2 separate regions of the Rattus norvegicus genome follow, and region 2 is linked to region 1. Evidence: chromatin contacts called from public Hi-C data. All regions are on one chromosome and are shown on one strand. The core of a region is the stretch at or near the end of the contact, and the rest is flanking DNA. Distances in the headings are between cores, read along the strand shown.

Region 1 (5,572 bases), core at 2,705-5,204:
CTTCCAAGCGGAAGCTAAAACTCAGTGAGATACACAATCTCTTGGTGCAGTTGGATCGAGGTGTAGAACTCTTGGCTCCTTCTCTAGAAGCATGTCCGCCTGCCTACTGCCATGCCATCCTGACTGTAATGAACCTCTGAAACTGGAAGCCAGCCCCTTACATGTTTTCCTTTATAAGGAAACATTTAGTGTCTCTTCAAAGCAATACAAACCATAACTAAGACAGAGACCTTGTCTCAAAAAGGTGTGTGGGGGCAATAAATTTGGAATTTATTTAAATTTTAAAGCTCGTTATGCTACTAAGGAAAAGACAGTAAGTGCACAGATTGGAAAGAGAGATTTGATATCTGATAAAAGCTTGTATCCAAAATAAAGGACATTTCACACTTGAAAACGGAAAAAAACAGGCAGGTTGAGTTGGAGCATTGGTTTAGCACGTGTTGTTCTTGCAAAGGACTGGGGGTTCAGTTCCCAGCACCCACATGGGTTCACAGCCACCTGTAACTCCAGTTCCAGAGTGTTCACCCTCTACTGACCTGTGAGTGCACAGGCATGCACATGGTACATACATGTAGGCGGAACACTCAAATGCATGAAATTAAATGTTTTTTTTTCTTTTTTCTTTTTTTTTTTTTTTTTCGGAGCTGGGGACCAAACCCAGGGCCTTGCGCTTCCTAGGCAAGCACTCTACCACTGAGCTAAATCCCCAACCCCATGAAATTAAATCTTTTTGTTTTGTTTTGTTTTTTTTTTTTTTTTTGGTTCTTTTTTTTCGGAGCTGGGACCGAACCCAGGGCCTTGCGCTTCCTAGGCAAGCGCTCTACCGCTGAGCCAAATCCCCAACCCCGAAATTAAATCTTAAAAAAAAAAAAATGTGCAAGAGATTTGAACAGATACTTCACCAAAGGAAACAAGTATACAAAAGTATCCAGAACAGTGGATGTGGTACATTCTTACAAGCCCAGCAGTTGAGAGGATGAGGCAGGAGGCTCACTCCATGCTCAAGGCCAATTGGAAGTATTCTAATGCATTCTAATTTGTATGTTAAAACGCGTGTGTCTGTTTGGGTGTGTACCCGTGTGGAAGTCAGAGACTGCTTCTCAGTTGTTCTGCAACTTAGTTTTATCTACTTACTGTCTTAGGGTTTCTGTAGCTGTGAGGAGACACTGTAACCATGGCGACTCTTATAAGGAAACATTTAGGCTTACAGAGGTTTAGTCCTTCATCATGGCAGGAAGCACTGGGACACACAGGAGTTATGCATGTGTTGTAGAGAGTTCTACATCTGATCGGCAGCCAGCAGGAAGAGAGTGAGAGAGTGATCCTGGCTGGAACATCTGACACCTCAAAGCCCAGTGACACACTTCCTCCAACAAGGCCGCACCTACTCCAGTAAGTCCACACACTTAATAGTGCCACTCCCCTGGGTCAAGTATTCCAACACTGGAGTCTATGGGGGCCATGCCTATTCAAATCCACAGCAGTCTCTTGGTTGTCCAGGAATTTGCTACGCAGACCAGACTGGCCTCCAGCTTACTGAGATCTCCCTACCCCTGCTTCCCTAGTTCTGGAATTAAAGGTGTGTGCCACCATGCCTTTTTGAAAAATATTTTAAAAAAATTTAAGGGCTGGAGAGATGGCTCAGCGGTTAAGAGCACTGACTGCTTTTCCAGAGGTCCTGAGTTCAATTCCCAGCAACCACATGGTGGCTTACAACCATCTGTAATGGGATCCGATGCCCTCTTCTGGTGTATCTGAAGACAGCTACAGTGTACTCATATATAATAATAAATAAATAAATCTTTAAAAAATTAAAAAATTTAATTACACGCATGTGGGAATGTGTGGGTCCATGCACGTGAGAACAGGTGCCTGTGGGATCTAGTTTGGAGCTAGTGATGCTTGTGAGCTGTCTGAGTGACTGTTGCCAAGGTCCTTCTAGTTTTCCGCAAGAGCTCTACCCACTCTTAAAAGCTGAGCCATGGGGCTGGGGATTTAGCTCAGTGGTAGAGCGCTTACCTAGGAAGCGCAAGGCCCTGGGTTCGGTCCCCAGCTCCGAAAAAAAGAACCAAAAAAAAAAAAAAAAGCTGAGCCATGGGCTGGAGAGATGGCTCAGCGGTTAAGAGCACGGACTGCTCTTCCAGAGGTCTTGAGTTCAACTCCCAGCAACCACATGGTGGCTCACAACCATCTGTAATGGAATCTGATGCCCTCTTCTGGTGTGTCTGAAGATAGCTACAGTGTACTCACATATAATAAATAAATAAATCTTAAAAAAAAATTTAAAAAAAAAGCTGAGCCATTACATACCTATTTAAACCACTACGTCTACTTTACATATTTATTTCTGAGACAGGAAGCTGGAGGGTAGGCTGTAACCTCTGCGCTAGTGAAACAGAGACAAGCCTATCTCTTGCGTTCACTGGGCAGCTCAATATCCTATTTTGGGAGCTCCAGGTCAGTGAGACATCCCAGTCTAGAAAAGAAAGGAAAGGAAAACAGAGAGGTATGGACAGTGCCTGAGGTGTGATGCTCCCGAAGTTGTTCTCTGACTTCTAAAGCACACGTGCGCACACATGAACTGTCACAGAGAACAACTTGGGGATAATGTTGATTGCCTCAGTTGTGAGAATAGTCTTCCAGATGTAGATGTGGTATCATGAAGTTAAAGAAAAGATGTGTGGGGGTTGGGGATTTAGCTCAGTGGTAGAGCGCTTGCTAGGCCCTGGGTTCGGTCCCCAGCTCTGAGAAAAAAAAAAAAAGAAAGAAAGAAAGAGAGAAAGAAAAAGAAAAGAAAAGATGTGTGTGTGTGTGTGTGTGTGTGTGTGTGTGTGTGCGCGTGCGCGTGCGCGCGCGCGCGCCTGTGCATGCACGCATGCGCGCAAGAAAAGAATTTACAGAGCTGTCTTTCTACTTTCATCACATAGGGCTGGGGGAACAAAATCGTGTCGTCAAGTTTAGTGACAAACCCCCCTCAGTCCCTGAGCAATTTTGGGCCCAGAGTTTAAAAAATCATTATGATGACTCCTGTTGCAGGATACCATCTTAATGCATCAGAATTCTTGCAGTTTGCCAACATAAACGTACACTCAAAGCATGATTTTTAAAAAACACTCACAGATTAAGTAATGAGATTGGATGTTTCTTTTCCAGTAAAATTGTGACCCAAAGGTACTGTACCTTGGTGTGACTCTGTGTAAAGTATCAAAGAACCTCAGGAACTGGGAGGATAAAGATTGAGCCGCTCTCTCTAGAGCAATGGTTCTCAACCTTCCTAATGCTGCCACTCTGCCACACCCTCAGGATTTTTAATTTATTTGAATACCCTCTAGCTGTGATGAGCCCCAACAATAAAATTTATTCTGTTGCTACTTTTTAACTGTAATTTTGCTACTATTATGAATTGTAAATATGATATACAGGAAATCTGATACACGACCCCAGAAAAAGGTGAGTCCTTCCAAAGGTCTCATGATTTACAGGTTAAGAAAGGGTGTTGTGGGGGGTTGGGGATTTAGCTCAGTGGTAGAGCGCTTGCCTAGCAAGCGCAAGGCCCTGGGTTCGGTCCTCAGCTCCGAGGGAAAAAAAAGGGGTGTTGTATGATGTCCCCGTCGAGCGTGCAAGCGAAACCCCGCCTCTTCCTAGCCACTTGGCACACGTGCCGGTTTTCTTTGTGCGAAAGGACAAACGATGCCGTAAACACCACAAAGGCCAGGAGAGGCAAACGCAGGATTGGGACAGTGTCCAGGAGCGGGGATCCCAGGCTGGCTAAGGTGTGGAAACGGTCAAACAAGACAAAAAACCCAGGGGGGGTAGGGGTGAGTCCAGTGACCCACTTTCGTCAGAACCATTCGAGTGCGCATGCGTGCCCGTTGCCCTCACTTTCCGTTCCGTCGCTGCGCGGGATCCTGTACATTGGTTCCTATCCGCTGGCGGTCCGCTTCAACTCTGGAGGAACCCTGTGGCCGGTCGCCCTGCGCGTGTGCACTCCGCGGTACAGTCTCCCATGCGCATAGTCGTGGGCAGGAGCGAGGGGCTGAGGGAGCAAGGAACCACCGAGTCCACCTTCCCCTGCTCGGCGGGCGCTGGCTGCACCTAGCGGGCCCTCAGCTCGCCGGTAGCGGGGAAGGAGGTTGCCCGGGCACCCGAAGCAGCATTGCGACTCCGCTTCCTCTAGCACCCTGGTGCCTCAGTGGTCAGGCTGTCTGAAAGCTACCCTGCCCTCTAACGCTGTGCCCTTTCCGTCTCTGCCAGTTCTCCACCATGCCCGGGGGCGTGCCCTGGTCGGTCTACTTGAAAATGCTCTCCTCCAGCCTCCTGGCCATGTGCGCCGGAGCCCAGGTGGTGCACTGGTACTACCGGCCTGACCTGGTGAGTGCTGTGGGGTTCATGCCCACCCTAGAAGTGACACCCCAGCGTTCTGTCCAATTTGCTTAGTTCCTCTTGACATTTAGGTTGTTCCCAGTGTTTGGATAACTAGTGCTGCAGCAGCTTCCTCTTAACACTCAAGACTATGTCTACTAGTTATGGTGAGCCAGCCTAGTCTACAGAGCGACTTCAGGGGCATCCGGGGCTACATAGAGAAACCCCGACGCGGGAGTCGGGGATACACACACACACACACACACACACACACACACACACACACACACACACACACACGCACCCCACACTGAAGTATCAAGAAACTTACTATGACAGAAAGTGGCATGAACGTCCCTTGGAAATGCAGTTTTGTGTTTCGTTTGTGCAGGAGTAGTTATCCTCAGGTCTTTTACCGAAGAAATAATGCCTAGAATTTGATCCTGTGAAGTTGACTTGATTCATCTCATTACTATTGGAGATGTGCAAGGGTTGTTACCAGCAGCTACCTGTATTTGGGGAGAAAGCAACACAAACCCACGGTTTCTAAAATGAGCGGTACTAAGGGTCCGTCTGGTTAGGTGGTAATATTGGCAGTAGAGCATCTTTACTGGTAGACTAAGAGACCAAGGCTGCTATAGGATGTTGTATGGTTTCCTCCGATTTAAGGGATTTATGTCCTTTACCTGCCTTGTCTTTTGGAATTATTCCAGCCACCACTATTATAACTGAAAATTTTAGAAAGAGAGCAGAGGAGACCGTGGTGGCTGCCCAAAGTTGGTACTCAGTACTGCTTTAGGGGAAAACTGCTAAGGTGTTTTGTTTCAGTTGTCCAGCATAACTCACTAGGATAGCAAAAGAGACAACTGTGTTCTTTTAGTTATCTAGACCGAGCCCCAGAAGTCATCCTAATTCACCTCTTACTGCATGCCTCAACAAATATTACTGGGTGAATATGGAAGGAAAGTACATCCACATATGCTCCCCACACTTATGCCTTCGCTAGCCAAGCCACTGTCAGTTTATCTCTTCAGTTAAGACAATAGCTTCCTGCCCATCTTCTGCCCTCCACTCCCGCTTTTCCTGAAACTTCTCAACACAGCTTCCATTGCTGTTTTTTTTTTTTTTTGGTTGTTATTTGTTTGTTTGTTTGTTTTTTTCTATCCTGGAGTCAGGCCATGTCATTCTCCTCAAAACTCACCAGGATCTT
Region 2 (5,929 bases), core at 439-2,938, 45 kb after region 1:
ACTGACTGACTGACTGACTGACTGACTGACTGCCGGTGATGGTCCACCTCTTCTAATCTACCTGCATGTGCTTCTAGGTCCCCATAAGACTGAGGTGCCTCACAGTGACTTTGGATACGTTCATACAGTTCACATGCTGCAGGGCCGGGTGTTTGAGTCTCTTTCTGTCCTCCTGGTGGCTTTCTGTGAACAGGCAGGGGAGAATGCGGATGGCTGGGGTTCTCTTGGGTTGCACCCCCTGCGTCCGTAAAGCAGGCCAAAGGAGCAGAAGCAGGTGTGACTGTCCCCATCATCCTCCTAGTCCTATTCTGGCTCGTTCCCCAAGGTGTTCACTTGGGCTAGGCAGCTGGTGATGTAAGCTCAGCCGAACACACCCAATTATGATTTTATTCCCCAAGCGAGTTGTTATTTTAAAGGGGTTCAGAGCGCTCCTAATAAAAACAAGCTGTTGTCTTTCAAACAAGTAGCCTTTTAGCCTGTCAGCAGTGAGATGGAGCCAGGAAAGCCAATAAATCACGGGCGCCACTGAACGGGCGAGCACCAATCCTCATCCACGGTGGAGGATCAGGAAAAGAAGCTTTGGGCTTGGCCCGCAGTTCCAGCTCTTCTTTTGACTAGCTGGGTGATCTTGATCAGTTTACTCAAGCTCTTTAATGCCGCCCCTCCCCCCACCTGTAAAACATACTCCCTAAGGCCATTGGAAAGATAAAGCTGTCAAGAGTTGACGGCGGGACCTGCTGGTACTGGCTGCTAATGTTTTTTGGCTGCTGTTGTTATTTACTTTGGGGATTAGCATTCCGAGTTGGAGGGAAAAACAAAACCAGCCAGCGCACTAGTAAGGGAAACAAGACTCTCCCACTCTGGTTCACCACCAAGCAGAAGGAAGGCTGCAGTAAAAGAGTCTGCCTTGTAGCTGTTGCAGCCTAATTAGGTCCAAATGGTGCGGGACATTTTCAGCCCCCACCACCGCGCGCAGCTGGCTTCCGGGATGAGGTGGAAGTGGGTGCAGGAGGCAGAGCCGCCGCTGAGAGAGTGCAGCTGCGCAGTGCAGATTCAGCTAACTGCGGCCCATTTTTCTGTGGCCGACCTCTGTTCTCTGCATCTGCAAGCATTTCTCCGTGAGGTGCGAGTAGCAGGGGCCCTTCCGCTCTTTGACACCAAATACCACACGCGACATATCCCTTCCAGGACAAAGCGTTATGTTGGAGAACTGCCACTGTCGGACTCTCCTGACTTCTGAGACATGCTTTGTAGAGTCAAGTTTTCTTTTGATGCAGTTCTCTCCTCTCCACGGTTCCCTAGAACTGGATGGCACTCCTACAAGGCGAGTTCTCCAGACTGTAGGCTCCCTGAGCACCAGGCATCCGGTTAAGGGCTTCTTCAGCTCCTGTTCCAGGCCTTGACCAGCCTTGGCACCCTGACATCCAGACTGCCAGGGCCACCATTGGCACTACTGGTAGAGTAGAGAGTCTAAACCCTGGCTTCTGTTGACTCTGAAGCTCTTTGTCCTCAATACTAAGCTATGTAGCCTTCTAGAGGCAAAAAAAAAGGAAAAAAAAAAAAAAAAAAAAAAAAAAGAGGAACCTCTCTCAGCCTTTTGGAAGATTTCCTTCTTGGTCCTCACCCAACATTGGCTCACAAGAGAACCTACCTTTGAGTTGGTGATGTGAAATGGGCAGAAAGCCTCAGAAGGACCTGCCAGGCCTTGTGTCCTGGGCCAAAATCACTTCCTAGCCTGACTTTTGTCCTTGGCTCCATGTATTTGGTTTCTCTGGAGTAGACCCATCACCTCAGGTCCCTTCCCTCCATTTTCTCTGGTGGTGAAATACTTGTCATTCATGGGCCACCCCTCTGTAAGACTGTAAGACTGACTGACAGCCTGTGTAGCCCCAGCCCTCGTGAGTGTGTGTGTGTGTGTGTGTGTGTGTGTGTGTGTGTGTGTGTTGCTTCATGTGGATAGCTCCCTCTGAGTACTGTGAGCTTACCCTGTGTGGTCTCCCAGTACTGTGTGTTTTAATGCTTGTCTTCCCCCGAAAGCCCTGTAAGTTCAGAGAGTATGCCTATTTTATTGGTTATTGATAAACCCGGTGACTGGAACAGGCATAGAGGATTTCCAATAAATCTTGTGTTGAATGACGCTCTCTACCTACATGACCACACACAAGAGCATGCACACACAGAGAGAGCTATGTCTGCCTTTTGGTGAGTCATTAAGTGGGGGATTTAAACATTTGAGATGTTAACATTTAAGTCAGACAGCAGGCCTTTAATGGAGATGGATTGGCTCTTATCAAACAAAGGGAGATCTTTAGGATCATTTTCCAGTACCATCATGTTATCATTTTCTTGAGCATCATCTTAAGGAAAAATAGCTATGCTCACTAGACTGTCTTTTGCTTGGTGCTTTTCTTCTTTGTGATGATTTTGCATAAAACTCTCATAGCCTGGGCTGGAGGGATGGCCCAGTGATGAGAGCCCGAGCTGCTCTTCCAGAGGTCCTGAGTTCAGTTTCCAGCAACCACGTGGTGGCTCACAACCACCTGGGATCTGATGCCCTCTTCTGGTGTGCAGGCACACATGCAGATAGAGCACTCATACAATCAATCAATTAATCAATCAATCTTAAAAAAAAAACAAAAACCAAAAACAACCCTCCATAGTCTTTGGACTGCTGGGGATGTGGAGACAGGAGAATCCCGGGAGCTCACTGGTCAGTTTGTGTAGCAGCATTTGTGAGTTCCAGATTCAGAGAGACCCTGCCTCAAAGACTTAGGTGGGGAGGAGAATTGAGACGACCAGACATTTACCCCGCCCCTCTCCCACACATGTGTGTACACATACGAAGCCTGCACAAATACCACACATAGCATTTTTATACGAAATCCTGAAAATGTATCGGAGACATCTGGTGACAGATACCATCACTACTTTGGCCTGCGTGTCTTGAGGAAGCCAGCCCAGCATGTGCCTGTGTCAGCCACACAGCTGGAGTGGCTGGCACTCGTTCCCCAACCTCTCTGCCTCCCCAGCCATCAGCACACATGAGCAACGATGGGAAGGTTCCCACCTAACCTGAAACTTCTGTATCGTAGGTCCCCAGCTTGAAATGGATTTCCTCAATGAAGACTCGAATGTCTTGGTCTTTTCGCTTCTCATAGAAGTGTTCATGGCCGCTATCAGCCTAAAGCCGTGCATCCTTGTATTAGATGGGATCGAAGAGCTGGTCGGTATTTATGGGATTTCAGGTCAGAAGGTAACATCTTTTAAAAATAACATTTACTTTTTAAAAAGGAAGAGTCCATTATTTAGGGCGTGTATAATACATTTCTACTGTGTTGTGTTTCTAGGTATGTCTGTCATTGATTTTAACTATGGCTTTATGCTTTATTAGACAAATACTTACGTGCCATTCACAATGGGCTTGGCTCCATGTTAGGAGCTTTAAACGTATCAACATGTTCTTTTTGGCCCAGAATCAAAGGTCTAGAATGCACACAGCCATTCAAGAAGAGACTACTCATCATCCTTGCTTGGACAGAGGGCAGAGAAAGGTTAGGCTATCTAGGTGTTATCTGAGATCCAAAGATAATTAAAAGGTAGGATCAGAACCCAGACAAAGAGGGCCAGTGGGATGGCTCAGTGGTAAGGGTGCTTACTGCCATGGCTGACAACCCAAGTCCAGTGCCCAGGATCCACATCGTAGGAAAGAACCCATTCCCAAAGTTATCCCATGACACCTGCCTGCACACACATATGTGCACACAAAATACATAAATGGAAACATCATAAAAATTTGTAAATGATCAAGAAAATATCATATTAGGTATACCGTGACAGTTTTGCTGCAAAAAGTAACAATTCCTTAGTATATAATGCAAGGCCTTCTTATTTTATTAAGTGGTCCAAATTGCCTTTTACTAGATTTTTTCCCCTGATTATTACTGTAGGTTATTCTTCAGAAGGGAGAGTCCGGATTTGTACTATTAAGATTCATAACAGATGAGTCAGTCAAATGTGGTTCATTCTGTGTGATTTTTTTTTAAACTACCCTATTCAAGTTACCCTCTCTGTACTCGCATACAATTGCTCATGGACTCTAAAAGAAAATTTAAGGTCTTTGAAGTTTTCCAATGTCTCCGATAGGCGAAAGATTTCTCCTGGCTGCCGCGCTCGCTCCCTCCTCACTGTAAATTCATTCTGAGCAGCGTCTCCTCCAGTCTGTCCTGCAAGTCGCTGTGTGCCCGCCCTGACGTGAAGACCGTGGAGCTCAACAGCCTGGGGGACGAGGACACAAAGTTCAGCATCTTCAGGCAGCACCTTTCAGCTCCCGACCAAGAACGCTTTGGGCAGAGCAAGCCCATTTTGCGGAAGAAACCAAACCTGAACCCTCTGAAGCTCACGCTCATCGCCAGCGAGCTGCAGGAGTGCAGAATCTACCGCAACGAGTTCCAGTGTCTGAGGGAGTACTTGGAGGTTGCCTCTGTGCAGGAGCTCTGGGAGCTGATCCTGAAGCGCTGGGTTGAAGATTATAGTTGGCCTTTGAAGCACAAAGAGACGACCGTAGACAACGTGATTTCAGGTGCGTGGTAGCTGATCCCAGACGGACCTCAGTCCTTCAAGCTTCTCCTCTTCTATGGCTCCATTGGAGAGGGTTGTTCTCGTTTCTCGGTTGTTTTGTCTCTGCTGCCCCCTGCTGGTGCAGTCCCTCACCAAGGAGAACGGTATTCCCTGGCTTTGTTTTGCTTCTGAGACAGGGTCTATCTGCGTTGTTCTGGCTAGAACTTGCTGTGTAGACCAGGCTGGACTCAAATTCACACAACTCCACCTGCTTTTTGCCTCTCAAGTGCTGGGACTGAAAGTGTGTACCACACACCCAGCTCTCCTGGCATCTCGATTCCTGACTTCCCCTTTGACTCTCTCCTAGACCTTTCTCAGTTCTGTCACAGCTCTTTTCTTCCAAGCTGGGGTCAAAAACAAACAAGCAACACGTTGGCTCCTCTTGAGAGTCTCTCATTTGTGGTGAACAATTTATTCTACAATTTGTTGATGGTAGTCAACAAGCAGGCTTTTGAAGGCTTTTCTTCTCTCTAGCCACTGCCTGTGCGGTAGGCCTCTGATGTCTGCTTTCAGGACATGGAACCTAGAGTAGAATGCAGTTGGAGAGGAAGGTACAGGACTCATTGATTACTATTGTACGACATTGTCCCACACAGTTTTCCCCTCTACAGTTTGCAATTCCATTAAGAAAGTGGACTTTGATTTTACTGTATCATCCCCCACCTCCACAGAGGAGGAAGTGAGATCCCCTAGAAGAGTCACAAAGCCTATCTGATCGGTTCTATGCAACTCCACCCCCAGGACTGCGCAGTATACTCCTTCCCACAGCAGCAGCAGCTTCCCCAACATTGGCCCGTAGTACTGATGGGTCTAGGGAGTTCCAAAGCCACAGGTCTAGGAAAAAGTTTGGTAGAGTTCACTCGGGTTCAAGGGAAGCTTCCTCACCTTGGTTTCAGATCTGCCTTCAATTGGAGGCTGTAGGTAGTGTGGGTCCCCTCAATTCAGGAGAGGCAGCGGACCACGGTGCCTGGTGTCCGTGATCGGAAGGCTCTCTATAGTTGGCAGATCTTAAAGCCAGTGAGAGGACAGAAGCGTAAGGGTCCTTAGATGGTGTCTGTGAGCGTGACACTTCTCCAGGAGAAGCTCCTGTCCTAGCAAACACCACCGCACAGATTGCTTAGTGTGCTGATCAGGAAGCCTGATTGTTTGTCCCTGGTAATAGTTAGGACACTGCCAATGGTGGGTGACACCAGGGTTCTGAAGGCAGAATGGGTTCAAATCCCCTCTCGGCACTTTCTTCTGGGTGACTTTGGGTAAGTTATGCAGCCGGGCTGCACTCTCTCCTTTGTAAGACTGGGGCCAATACAGCACT

The links. A called contact is a pair of places that touch in the nucleus more often than the background predicts.
Region 2: a Hi-C map of liver shows a contact between it and region 1, with 2.9 times the contacts expected there. The contact joins the enhancer-like site here to the promoter of Uqcc6 in region 1. A contact is called at or near these places in 4 of 12 Hi-C or Micro-C datasets (hepatocytes, kidney and liver).

What each region holds. Positions count from the first base shown.
Region 1 is chr7:22,988,619-22,994,190 of GRCr8, forward strand. It overlaps Uqcc6 (ubiquinol-cytochrome c reductase complex assembly factor 6), which reads left to right and starts at 3,955. Exons shown (of 3, transcript NM_001135566.1): 1 at 3,955-3,994; 2 at 4,255-4,371. The coding sequence starts at 4,264. It also overlaps a transcript of Tdg not described here.
Region 2 is chr7:23,036,008-23,041,936 of GRCr8, forward strand. It overlaps Ttc41 (tetratricopeptide repeat domain 41), which reads left to right. Exons shown (of 15, transcript NM_001170605.1): 4 at 3,093-3,253; 5 at 4,144-4,579. Among named protein-coding and RNA genes, the nearest start is that of Ttc41, 19 kb to the left of the region's middle. Within about 2 kb of position 1,689, at least 44 of the 93 cell types and tissues checked have an H3K27ac peak or open chromatin away from gene starts, as enhancers often do. A contact at or near this core is called in liver, where this site is marked.